Linked DNA regions of Mus musculus: region 1 is linked to region 2. The links are chromatin contacts, called in public Hi-C maps. All regions are on one chromosome and are shown on one strand. The core of a region is the stretch at or near the end of the contact, and the rest is flanking DNA. Distances in the headings are between cores, read along the strand shown. Region 1 has its middle 33 kb from the start of 2210417A02Rik. Region 2 has its middle 6.8 kb from the start of Gm46929.

Region 1 (6,612 bases), core at 1,231-3,730, 110 kb after region 2:
TTGACAGCCAGAGATAATATTCCACCTAGACTCGCTCCCCAGGGACTTAGCTCCTCCAGCCAGGTCCCACCTCTCAGGTTTTCACCGTCATCCAAAACAGCACGCCACGGATCCAGAACCAAGGGTTCAGATGCGTCCAAACCATAACAATGTCACATTAACCTTGAAATTCCTGAGTATTATAAAGATTATTTTTATAATATCGAATAAAAATATTTTTGAATTTCACAATGAACAACAAATAATTTCTTAGCAGTGTCTCATGAAATATCTGGCATGTAGAAGGAACGATTTGTTTGCCTGAATTCAAATTTTTAATTGGGCTTTTAGAAGTAGCCTGCATCAGGCTGTAGAGATAGCTTAGTGGTTAAGAGCGCTGACTGTTTTTCCAGAGGTCCTGAGTTCAATTCTCAGCAACCACATGGGAGCTCACAACCATCCGTAATGGGATCTGAAGCCCTCTTCTGGAGTGTCTGAAGATAGCTACAGTGCACTCACATACATAAAATAAATAAATAAATCTTTAAAAAATAAAATAGCCTGCATCTTACCTGGCAAACTCTATCTCTATATCAATCCAGGTGGCCCGGTGGCCAGGCAGACAGAACTCTTATCTGGCCTGAGTCACTTAGCCATAGCCTAGATCCAAGGGGTGAGGTCAGACTGACCTGACTCCAGGGACTGGGTGTTAGGAGGGGTAAAGCTCCAGGCAGCCTCAATCCTGTGCTACTTAACCTGAGAAGACAGCTCACTGCTGGGCCAGCCTGAGTGTCCAGGCGAATTATCCCATGTGGTCAAGAGACAGTAAACACCAGATGCTGGTAGATCTCGGGGTGGAGTTTAATGCCGGTCGATCATTTACAGTAAACTGCTTTTAATAAGTAGACACACACTCTGAAAGAATGGAAGGAAAGCATGGAAGATGCATAAACTAGCAGTCTAGCTATTTACCAGCGCTGTCAATATTGTGTACTGGACATAATTATATGTCCTAGGCTCAGATACATCTGGCAGTGTAGCCGGCGGGTGGATGCCAGCAACCCATTAACACACACCGTCTTGTGACCTTATGATGTCTGTGGCATCACACCAGGAATTTCCCAGAATCCCTTAAACCTTATAGGATGGAGATCACACGGATCATCAGCTGTTGACGGAAACATCAGATATGCTGTGAGTCTGCCCTAGACAGTCAGGCTGCTGTGGAGACTAAACATAAACCCAGACAGCAAGAAGGCCGAGGTGAAAGAGAACGGCATTCTTGTAAACGTGTCCTGCTTCCCCGACACCCCCTGAACACAGAGTCTTTCCGTCTGCTTCTTCTGGATCCCATGTGCATTATCAGCCTGTGGGCTCCTGTCTCCTCCACAATCCCGTTGCAAGGCACAGGGCGAATCTTAGTGTCAATGACCGAATAGCGGAATGAAGGACACACAACCCGTTCATTCCTCTGCAGCAAAATTTAATTATTCCTAGGATACAGGCTTCTTCTGACAAGACCCTCAGAGCATCTGTGTACCATGATGATGTTCTGGTGGCAGCAGGGCAACAGCAGGAGCTGCCCCTGGCTTTCTCGCAGCGTCTTCGGAAAACACGCCATTAAAGCTGATGCTATGTGTGGGCAAGAGAAACGAGCGAGCGTCAATACCCCGATTTAGGATCTCTGTATAAGGAAGCTGGATCCTCAAAGGCAGAGCCACTCTGTCAAGAGCACAGATAGAGTAGATGGAAGCTGGCTGGCTGGGGTCCCTGTGTGGAACTGGCTCCACCACTTCCTAAGAACTGCGAGGTTTAGCTGAGCTCAGCGGATCTCTAGGAAAAGTTGAAGTGTGTGGACAGCTTTTATCTCTTGTGAAGTAAAAAATTTTAAAGTGTGTGTGTGCACGCTCACACACGTATGACCACAGAGGCCAGGAGAGGGTGTTGGATCCCTTGTAGGGGGGATCACAGATGGTTGGTTGTGAGTTATCTAATACAAGTACTGGGAACTGAACTCAGACCCTCTGTGAGAGCAGTGAGTGCTCTTAACTGCTGAGCCATCTCTCTGGACCCCAGTAATGTTTTCTTAAGGTAGAGGATCTGGCAAAGGGGGTGGGGTGGGGTGGGGTGGTTCCTAGCCTCCCTGCCATCCCAGGAGTCCCAGGGACTGATGGGAGTAATGGAGGTGGGTGTCTGGAAAGGGGGGCTATGGGGGTAGGGTGGGGGGTGGGCTATCTTTGCAGTCAGCATAGGGTCCTCACTAGCGCTACTCAGAGGGCTGCACCAGGGAGACAGCTGTCAGACCACTCACCCAGCACTGTGGGCTGGTTATGGTAATTTTTCTGACAAATCACAGAGGAGAGCTCAGAAGGGAAGAGCTCTTGTTCCAAGTCACCGAACAGTCTCACATATGCTCAAAAGCCTTCTCTGTACAAATAAAGGAAGTGCCACTAACTCCACTTTCCAGAGGAAAGTGACTCATTAATTGCTTACCCAGAGTCACTGGCAGAGCTGAGATTGAAAGCTCGGATGAAGGTCTGATGCCAAAGCCCTGAGTGGGGCCCTGGTGTAACACGGGGATGGTGAGGAGGGAGCTAGGTGGGACTGACAGCTAGTGTGGGGCCCTGGGTACCAGCCAGGAATGTGGAATTACACTAAAGACTCCCTTCGGGGCACAGCAAATGACTTTTTTTCCCCTCAAGGCCAGCAGTGAAGAACAACTGATTACAGACTGAGCTACAAGCCTCAGCCCCTGACTGAGGCTGTCACAGCAAGGAAGGAGCCATGCTGGAGGGTCGTGTGCAGAGATCCCTACAGAGTGCCACGGAATTAATTGTGCATCTTTAATGGAGTGCATCTTTAGCTGACCTAGGGCCCGATTCTTGCCCTTAAAGAGTAAATAAAGTCCTTAAAACTAGCAAAAGGTGATGTGAGGTCCAGTATGTAAAAGGCACGTCGCTCTTGACGCTTCGTCCTTTAACAAGATACCCTGGATGTTTTTTGGATGGCCCTCAAAGACTTTAAGGGGTTACCACATCCAGATAAGAGGGACTGTGGTGCTAAAAATATAGAAAGGGCTTGTGGAGGAAGATCTGGGAACTTTAATGGAAAAGCCTGCCGCTCTTAAGTAAAAATAAGGGGACCAGAGAGAGGACTGAGAAGCCCCAGCCCCAAGCCCAGCTTTGTCTCCTGCCCCCAGTGAGTGAATTGACTCTCTTTAAACCCTAAAAGCAAGTGGCTCCAGTAGATGGAATCCCAGGAGCACCCAATCCGAGGTGCAGAGGAGAAGCAGGGCGGGGCAGAGATACCTGGGGTGGGGGAGGGGTCTCTGCAGGTGCCACCACAGGAAGCACTCTCCTCTGTCACCCGTCCTGATGTGGCATGATTGGTTTTTAAAGCCTTTTAAACCCTATTTTTACACCGAGCACATTTCTCTTCTCTTTCAAAGGAACAAAGGGATCACACAGCCCACATGCCCTTCAAACTGGCAGCTGGGGAGGAAAGGCAGGGTGCAGATCTGCAGCCACAGAGAGCTGGTTCCCCCACGTCCGCCTCCTGCATCCGACAGAAGGGCAGCCAGCAGATGCAGGCTCCGTGGAGCCACCCATCCCGAAGGTTTCCAGTGCCCTGGCAACCAATTATTACAGTGGCATTCAGTAGTTTAGGGAAGGTTAAACCCCTGTCTTTCTCCCAGATACTTAGATGACCCTGGTCAGAAAGTCCGGTGTCCTTCCATGTGACCAGGGTGAACCCACTGTGACATGCTTTACCTGCTGTACGCACACACAAGTACTCGAAGGGTTTTATTACATTGGCATCTGCATTGCTTAAGGAAAACAATCTCCTTTCACTTTCTGGGTTTCTCTTAAAATGGAAAATATTAGCACTATTACTCACACAGTTATTTTAAAAATGGAAGGACAGATGATTCATCTCCAACTCCAGAGATAGAGAGTAAGTATTGGGGTGACTTCTCTGAGCCTTTGAGTTTTGGTCTCATTAGGAGAGACACCTGGCCAGCATGCATGGCGTCTCCCAGGCCTCTTCCAATCTCATCGAGTTCTAAGAATCCCAGGTCTCCCCACCCCTCAGTCCTGAACCCCTACCGATCCCATCTGGATCTCGAGTGTGCTTAGCTAAGACCTTACAGTGGGTTGCTAAGTGCTTGTATTATGCCCTCTGAAAAGTCAGAGCAGGAAGCAAAGTTGCAAGGGAAAAAAATCCATACTCGTGATAAAGATTCTGCAAGGAGATTGGCTGATTAGAACTTCCCAGTGGTTCAGAGTAGAAATGTTATAGATTCAGAGTCCAAGTTATCTTACACCGAAAACTCCTCTTCATAGCTGTTCTCTGTGTCCAACCTGACACCGTGTGACCCTCAGGCGCAGGTTTTTAGATTGCATTATTTAGGTCTTTGTCAACTTGACACTATCAGGCTGGCCTGTAGGAAAGTCTGGGGACATTTGCTTAGCCATTGATGTGGAAGGGTCTAGCCTACTGCAGCCCTGAGACAGGTGGTCCTGGGCAATATAAAAAAGTTAGCTGAGAAATCAGTTCAAGGGAAGCCAGGCAGTAAGCAGCGCTCCTCGGTGGCCTCTGCTTCAGTCCCTGCCTCCAGGTTCCTGCCAGAATTCTTGCCCTGACTTCCCTCAGGGATGGACGATGAGCTGTGAGCTGAAATAAACTCTCACAGGTTGCTTTGGATGCCAATGGAAAGTGAATTAAGACAAGATCTTTGCTTCCACAAATCCAAAGTGAAGAATGTCATGGGACCACATCAGACATCCATAGCAGGTTTCTTTCCTTTTGTTCTAACCCACCTACCTGATGTTCCCATGAATAGATCTGGGGAATGCCTTGATTTATGTATGACTTTCTTTTATTCGGGGATTATGACAGCTCGATGAAATTATTTCCATGTTGTAACATTGAATTTGGGGTAACCCTAATCCCTGCCCCTAGGCCTCTGCCATGAATATTTATCTCAGGAATAAACTTCCCCTGTCCCCTTTAAGAGGAGAGATGCATTTCATGAACAACAGAAGCTCAGGACCCCAATAAAAGCCAAACCTATCCCTCCCTCCAACACAGACCATGGTCACTAGTTCTGCTTGGGGGTTCTCCTGTAGGTTTGCCCACCAGTGACTTTGAATGCCCATGGACAAGCTTCATGGCTCCTGAATCTGCAATCTGCACATCACTTTAGAAACAGAAAAGAGAAAAGCATTGAACACACAGAGCTGTGAGGAAAACATAGATTTGGAGACATACACCTACACACACACACAAAACATCCCACTACCACCACCACCACCACCACCACCAACAACAACAACAACAACAACATTACTAGATGTTGCTGCCAAGGAAATCCTAAATCAAGGTAATGAGGCTTCTAGTAGTTGCCCAATAGCATTTGTTGTGAAGGAGGTCTCATATGATAGAAAGATACTAAACAAATCTATTAACGCTAGAGGGGTGGCTCAGAGGTTAAGAGCACTTGGCTGCTCTTGCAGGGGACTCAAACTTGCTTCCTAGCATCCACATGGTAGCTCATAGTTACAGGGGATATGATGCCTTCTGGCCTCTACTGGTACTGCACATTCACGGTACATATACATACATTCAGGCAAACACTAATACACATAAAATTAAAGGGATCTTTAAAAGAAACATATGTGTCAACTACAGGATAAGTTGGTTGCTAGGTAAACCCCATTCTAAGAGGAGTATGGCATTTTTTAAAGAGGAAGCTATTTGGGGAAGAGACAGCGAAGTTTTAATAAGTTCCCACATACTGGGTTCTGAACCGATTCTCTGCCAAGGGTCAGTCAATACTTGAGCCTATAAACTACTTGTGACAACTTTCTGTTCAAATGTGTCATTGCTCTTTAAGACAGTATCTCAGGTCTGGAGAGATGACTCAGCGGTTAAGAGCAATGACTGCTATTCCAGAGGCGGTGAATTTAATTCCCAGCAACCACATGGTGGCTCACAACCATCTGTAATGAGATCTGACGCCCTCTTCTGGTGAGGCTGAAGACAACAACACACTCATATAAAATAAACATTAAAAAAAAAAAAAAAAAAGAGACAGTGTCTCATTATGTTGCCCAGGCTGGACTCAACCCTGAACCCTTCTATTCCTCCTCCAGGTGCCAGAATCGCAGGTGTACACCACCATGCCCAGGCTTAAACATCTAATTTTAAAATTTGATGTTTTCAAACAAAATAAGGTCTAGGTGGGTGGTGGTGTTTGCTTTTTTGTTTTAATCGGGATAATCGCAAACATATAACAGACACACAGTGACATTTAGGTAACATCTGAAGCAATGGAGACAGGCACACCAGAGTTGACACATTGTAACAGTGCTTCCGGGCCTGCTCTTTGTTTACAGCCAGGAGGACATGTTTAACCCCGGCTTATGTTTAACCTCGGGTTTACCAGCGCACAGATTAACTGTGGTTCGGATTAGAATGCTCCTTCTGGTGCTAATTGTTGGGTGTTGGGGGAGGGGGTTTTTGATCCTTTCCAATCTGAAACTACTGATTTCTTCCTGTGTTTCCTTTTTCAAATCTGACACCCCCAAACATACGGAGTGCATTCCCCATGGCTGGCTGCACCCCCTACAC
Region 2 (6,906 bases), core at 3,082-5,581:
CTGGCTGTCCTGGAACTTACTTTGTAGACCAGGCTGGCCTCGAACTCAGAAATCCACCTGCCTCTGCCTCCGAGTGCTAGGATTAAAGGCGTGTGCCACCATGCCCGGCTAGAAACTAGTTTTTAAGAGGAAAAAACCCCCGGTGTTAAATTCCATTTGTTCATACTGGGTTTTATGTCTCTCTCTTCTCTCTCTCCCTCTTCCCCTCCCTCTCCCCCTCCCTCTCTGTCTCTCTCTCCCCCCTCCCCATCCCTTTCCCCCTCCCCCTCCTTCCTCTCCCTCTCCCCCTCCCCCTCCCTCCCTCTCCCCCCTCCCCATCCCTCTTCCTCTCTCTTCTCCTCCCCCTCTCCTCCTCCCCATCCCCCTCACTCTCCCCTCCCTCTCCCTCCCCCCTCTTTCTCTCTCTCTCTCTCTCCCTCTCTCTCCCCTTTCTTCCTTTTTTAAAAAATTTATTTTGTGGCTGACTCTAGTGGATAACTTACCAATCATCTGCTAGCTTTGTCAACCCGAGGAGCCTTCTGTCCCCTCAAGTGAATATGGCTTAGATCAGACCCAACTTTCCTCTTCAGAATGGCACCTACTCCTAACCTCCATGTGTCCATAACTTTCATGACTGAATGTTGTCATTCTATGCCATTAGTGATTATAGAAACTTCCCCTTCCTGGTACTCCCCAGACGTAAGACAAGACTGCATTACTGCTCATTACCACAACCAGCTCCTAGCTTGTCTCACATGCAGCCTTCTCTACTCTAACCCTTTTTAAACAGATCATGCCCAATTACCTTTCCTGAGGCACAATCATCACTGTTTGTAGTGGGCATGTGTTCTTTGTGGGTATTCAATATCACTGAACATCCTTCCATATTCTGGACCATGCCTTTCTAAAGCAGAAGATTCATATTCCCTGACTCCCTTGCAGCTAAGATATAGTCATTTTATTCCTTGCCCCTAAGATGCATTCTAGTTCAGTGACTCACAGGTACCTCTGATCTCTGTAAGAGTTGTGGAAGCCAGGGTGCCCCAAGGAAGTGGTTGTGTGCAGGATCCATTCTTGTGCCAAATGTGGTATAGGAGGTTTTGTGTTTCTCCGGCATGTTAGAGATCTGTTTTTATGACAGCTGCTCTTGTAACCTGGCTTTTATAAGATGCCCAATATTATTTAATAATTCCCCTTTCAGCTTAAAGTAGGCAAAGCAATTGACAAGCAAGAAATTTTTTTTTAAATTAATGTGGACTAGTTCCTTAGTGCCTTATGAAGTGGGTCCTTGCTTTTCAGCCTGGGTTCACATTTCCCCAGAAGAAGGTTTCATACCCACAGACTTTACAAAACAACCATTTTGGTCTCTACTTCCTGTTTCTGCTGCTTCTGCTGGTTTCATGTCCTCTGACTTCAGTGTTTTCCTCTTTAACCTTAGTTTTTCTGCATTTTTTTTTTACTTTGCTTGAACTGTTTATTGTCTGAAAAGAACAGCCAGGGGAAAGCTTTTCATCCGGAAAACATTCTTTGCTTTGGCCCATGGACCTTCCTCATTTCTTTCTTTTTCTTTTCCTTTTTCTTTTTATTACATATTTCCTTTATTTACATTTCAAATGTTATCCCCTTCCCTAGTTTTCCCTCCGAAAATCCCCTATCCCTTCCCTTTTTCTTTTTTCTTTTTAAACACAGAGATTATCAGTTTTGAAGGATCCTAGTGATGCTAATATATATCCTATACAGACATGAAACCCATCAAATCTTGTCATAGGAGAAAACACTAAAATATTAAAGAAATTTGTTAGCATCAAAAAGCATTTTTGATAAAGTAAGTCTACAGACTTCATATTCTCATACTTATGACTTTGTTTTAAACATCAAATGGGGGATTGCAAAGTGAGGATCCACAGAAGTTTCCACTGGGTGAGAAGAGGACATTTGAAAGAGTCCATGTCGTCTTTGTCACCATTTGCCTGGTCTCTGATATTTGCTAAGATGGGAAGAACTTTCTTGTCTCAGTCAATGCTTGACTTTCATGTGTGTTCTCAAAACCCTGGAAAGACAGAGGCCACTGACCTCTGGACAGTGCCAATGGGCGTGATGTTGGCTGCAGACCGGTTCTTGCCAGTGTTCCATTGATGTTGTCTGGAATCCTGAACTGAAGAGAGAAGAGTCCAGGGCAGGGCGGGGGCCTCCAGGTTTCACTGAGCCCACAACTGTGGAAGCAGCCTGTCAGAATATCTCCATTTGCCAAACACGGCTTACGGAAGGCCTAGCCAGGCTCCTTGTCCATTGTCTGCTGTTGGGGCCAGTGCTACTTATGACTTCAGACCTGGCAGACGACACGATGTTTCCTCTGGCTCTGAACCGCAGTGTCCTCAGTGACAACACGAGATTCAACAACTTCCCTGGTTTCTTATCAGATTATGTCAATTTCGCCCACTTCCTGCTCATTTTTTAATCACAAATGTGAGATCTACTCATGGTTAAATCATTTCTTCTCTGTACGGCCTACGGTTATCATCGATGCTGAGAGTTCCTTTAAATCCCTTATCGGCCATTCTTACTCCCTAGGTACATCACAGATACACTGTGGCTTGGCTGCATTGAAGACACGCTTAAAAATCTGCGTTTATCAGTGAGGAAAACCAAGAGGTTTTAGTGTAAGGCAGTATTTCTTAACCTGTGGGTCATGACCCCCACAGGGGTCACATGTCAGATATCCTGCATATCAGATATTTACATTATGACTCAGAACAGTAGCAACATACAGTTCGGAGGTGGCAACAAAGTAATTTTATGCTTGGGGGTCACCACAGCATGAGGAACTGTATTAAAGGGATGCAGCATCAGCACCACGGAGCTAAGGTAACAGCTTTGGACTGCATTTGTAAAAAGGTTTAAATAATATCAGCTACAGTATGTAAATGGCAAACTCCATGAACAATCTACTGCTGATATTGTATATATTATTTTTTATCTAAACTTGAAAGAGAAAATTATAAGATTTTTCTTCTTCTTCTTCTTCTTTTGTTTAAAGACATACGTATATGTGTGTGCCTACATATATTTATGAGCACTATATGTATGCAGATGTCCAAAGAAGCCAGGAGCCATCAGGTACCCTGGAAATGACAGTTACAGGCAGTTGTAAGCTTCAGGTGTTGGGAGCTATACCCAGGTCCTCTGCAAGAGCAGTAAGCACTCTCAACTGCTGAGCCATCTCTTCAGCTCTGTTTGACTTCCTAAATGAATTTGAGTTGCTTTGCTCTGTGTAGATTAATAGTCACAGCCCTATATAGACCATTGGCTTCATCTGTGGGCATAATGCTTTTGTGCACAGTCTAAAGGTTATTCTCGTGTTATTCAAAGGCTGATTTCTCTGCCCTCATATCTTGTTCCAATCAGGACATGGCATTGTAGTCTTCATGTCTAGAATCTCTTGTCTTAAATTTGTGTAAGCAATTCTTACTATTTATTTTCTGCCTCGTTAATAAATGCTGGTCACCCAGTGGTTGGACAGAAGAGAGACTAGGGTGGAAATTTCCACCAGCCAGTGGAAGCAGAGACAGAAAGGGAGTTCCAGGGAAGCCATGAGGAGAGGGTCTGGGAAGACACCATGGGAAGAAACATCTAAGGCAGACAGAGCTAGAACAACATTAAAGTGCAAGTATTAATTGGGATCATGGCTGGGAGGTAGCCAGATTTGCATAGAGGGTTCAGACAGGTCATTTAATGGCTCAGCTACTGAAGTGTGGGCTGGTTTCTCTGTGTGGTTACTGCGGACGAGCAAAGGTAAAGAAATGCAGTCACAGGATTAATTCACTGATTACATCTATGGTTAAAAGAATGCATTTTATCTTTTTCTTCATGAATTCTGCTAGGAGTTCCTATGACAATCTACTTAGCACTTTAAAAGGCTGGTAATATGGGTAGCATATCACCCGTAATTTGTAGCCTAATTAAGGCATTTTTGTTTAAATATTTATGGGTTAAACATAATGAAGTTGCTATATTTGATTACAAATATGACACACATATGTTAAAAAAGAATCACCAAACACTTCCCCTTCATCCTGATGAGAGAAATGTCTTTTGTCACATCTTACGGAGCACTGCCTATTGGTTAAGGACGATCAACGTCTGCGTTGACTCCAGATTTCATTAATAATTCTATCTCTTGACCACTGAGCTGAACTTGAGGACACAAGGCCTGCTGGAGTCCATGAGATTTGACAAAAGCAGTTCTCAGCATCTTTGGATACATTTCAGGAGCCGTCAAGCCTGACTGCATAGCGGGGACGGAAGTGTTGTCAGGGCCGAGTGGCTTCGTTAACTGGTTAATCATCTACCTAACGCATACTTGAACGAAACTGGAAAGTCCTGTCATCTGGTTGCCAGATGTGACAGAACTGAGAAGGAAACACTGGAGCTTGGGGGAGTTCAGGCCATACGCTAGCAAGCTGGCTTTGGTTATCATGCAAAGCTGCCTCGGACAGGGAGAGATCAGGCATGTATGTATATGAATGTGTGCATGTATTTTTCTATTTGTTCAGGAATCTATTAGAGAATAATATCTTTCAACTTAATACTATAATACTGTAATACTACACCTCTCTATGAGAACTGTTTCGAATGATTTGATTCTAACCCTTCAACATTACAACTTCACCGTGATGTTCAAAGGCGTTTACACATACAAGAAAATTTCGGAGTAACTCCGGGGAAACTTTGTGAATATAGCTGTTATCAAACTTGGGGAGATCAAAACCTGCACCCCAAGCCAGGTCTGGCCATCCATCCTCAATAAGCCTATTAAAGAGGCAAATTAATAGTAGAAAGGAAATGAGGGACATGTACTCAATGTGGCCACATCGGGAAGAAAGCAAAAGAGACCCAGTGATCAGCCCCATGACTGTCTTCAGGGTTCTGAATACACACATCTAAGCAGCCATCTTCAAGCTGTGGTTCCGGCCATTCTTGGCTCACCCTGTAAGGTGATCTGAGAAATTGTTAGGACCCTGTGCAATTTTTTTCCAGGAGCTAAGTTCCCCTTCTGGCTGTCTTTTGTTTGTCTCAGCATCAAGCTCCTGGGTAAAGCCAGTTGGTGGTGAGGGATCACCATCTGGGATGCAGAGGCAGGCACATCTCTGAGTTCAAGGCCAGCCTGGTCTACGAAGTAAGCTCCAGGACAGCTGGGGCTACACAGAAAAACCCTGTGCCAAAAAACCAAAACCAAACAAAAACCTAACAAAACAAAACACCAAAGAAAGGTGGGGAAGAAAGAAAGAAATTCCTGGGAAAATTCTTATTTCTCTGAGGTCCACTGTTTCAAACGGTCTGACAGTCAGATGGAGAGACACAAATGCCTCATTTATTATTTTCATTTCTGCCAAGCTGGTCGCATAACCACTGTATGCTTATCCTGAAGCTAAAGTGTATCAGAGATGTCCTATGGGCTGTGGACCATAAGGAGGACAGTGTGTGCTGGCTGGCTACGCTGGAGGAGATTATCAGCTGCATTTCTGATTGAGCTTTCTGTGAAGTGGTTGCACTGTCTCCTTCCTCTGTCAGGCTGTCCTGAGCCCTTTAGCATCAGAGTTAGATTATTGATAACACATCGAAGATCCCTTAGCGTGTCACAGATAAGTGATCAAGGGTGCAGTCTCAGAACAATGGCATGTCAGTTCAGCTGCCTGCAAGTAGTTTGAGACTAGACAGGCATTTTGACCCTTCTTAATTTCCATCCTTAAAAGTGGATAACATTCTTTGAGATATTGCTGGGATAAAGTAAGAGAGGACATATGAGCTGACCTGGTGTCTATTAGTCCTCAGTAAGGGTTGATTGAATGTGTACCACAAGTCACAAAACCCTGACCCAGTGTTACTGCTGCTGAATCTGGACCAAAGGAGTGGAAACAGGGATCAGGGCCACCTTTAATTGTTCTGGAACTCCTTGGGCCTTGATCCCTGTTTCCTTGGGACATTCCAGGTGCAAGGTCTCCATGTACCGTTTAGGAGATGTGATTTCGATGAGAAGCCTTGGAGGAATCCTTGTAAAGAAACGGACTTGGCTGTCAGATCCCCTAGTGAGTGGACTGGAAGTGTCTGTCACAGAGACCTTTTTAGACTTCAGGTCTCTTTATAGTGATCACAGTCCCCTGCGAGTATCATGAACTTCCAGGGTCAAAGACACTTTGACCTGGATTTGCTGGAACAGTTGCATCAGGCCATGTGAGCCACATGGCGGGGCAGCTCCTTCCCTTCCAAATATTATAGATTTTACTAGATGCCAGTAAATCACTGCTTCCTCCACTGGGCTGGAAGAAAAAGTTGGAGGCCAGATTGAACTACATGAGAGCCTCTGCTCTGCTTCATATATAGACACACACACACACACACACACACACACACACACACACACACACACACACACATATGTTTATGCTTTGTCCTGTTTCATGGTATAAAAATCCCCAAAGTCCTGGAAATTACAAAGGGGTAAGTGCCATTTGTACACTTGGTCATGACTGGGTACCAGAACTCCTGAACAGCTGGTTGCCAGGGAAACCAACCCTGCTGAGATGAAGACTGTAACTTGGGACTAGAGAGATGGCTCAACAGTTAAGAGCACTGGTGGTTCTTCTAGAGCTCATGAGTTCAATTCCCCTCACAACAGTCTGTATTTGGATCCGATATCCTCTTCTGCTCATATACATAAAATCATTCAATCAATCAATCCTTCCTTCCTTTCTCGCTCTCTCTCTTTCCTTCCTTCTTTTCTTTTCTTTTCTTTTCTTTTCTTTTTAAAAGAAGGCTAGTACTTTTAGCTTCCTTCCTTAACATCTGATTTCTGGCCCGAGAGAGGGCTAGAGGTCAAGTTGATCACATGGTAGTGACACAATCCATCATAGTCACATAATTAAAGCT

What was found. A called contact is a pair of places that touch in the nucleus more often than the background predicts.
Region 1: a contact with region 2 is called in a Hi-C map of uterus. The contact joins two enhancer-like sites. A contact is called at or near these places in 7 of 484 Hi-C or Micro-C datasets (CD4 T cells, the N1E-115 cell line, Sertoli cells and 4 more) and 7 of 115 datasets of contacts at active chromatin or transcription factors (a beta-TC-6 cell line, embryonic stem cells, heart atrium and 1 more).

The regions. Positions count from the first base shown.
Region 1 is chr5:148,705,796-148,712,407 of GRCm38.p6, forward strand. No RefSeq gene overlaps it. Among named protein-coding and RNA genes, the nearest start is that of 2210417A02Rik, 33 kb to the right of the region's middle. Within about 2 kb of position 2,481, at least 163 of the 459 cell types and tissues checked have an H3K27ac peak or open chromatin away from gene starts, as enhancers often do. A contact at or near this core is called in uterus, where this site is marked.
Region 2 is chr5:148,594,205-148,601,110 of GRCm38.p6, forward strand. No RefSeq gene overlaps it. Among named protein-coding and RNA genes, the nearest start is that of Gm46929, 6.8 kb to the left of the region's middle. Within about 2 kb of position 4,332, at least 20 of the 459 cell types and tissues checked have an H3K27ac peak or open chromatin away from gene starts, as enhancers often do. A contact at or near this core is called in uterus, where this site is marked.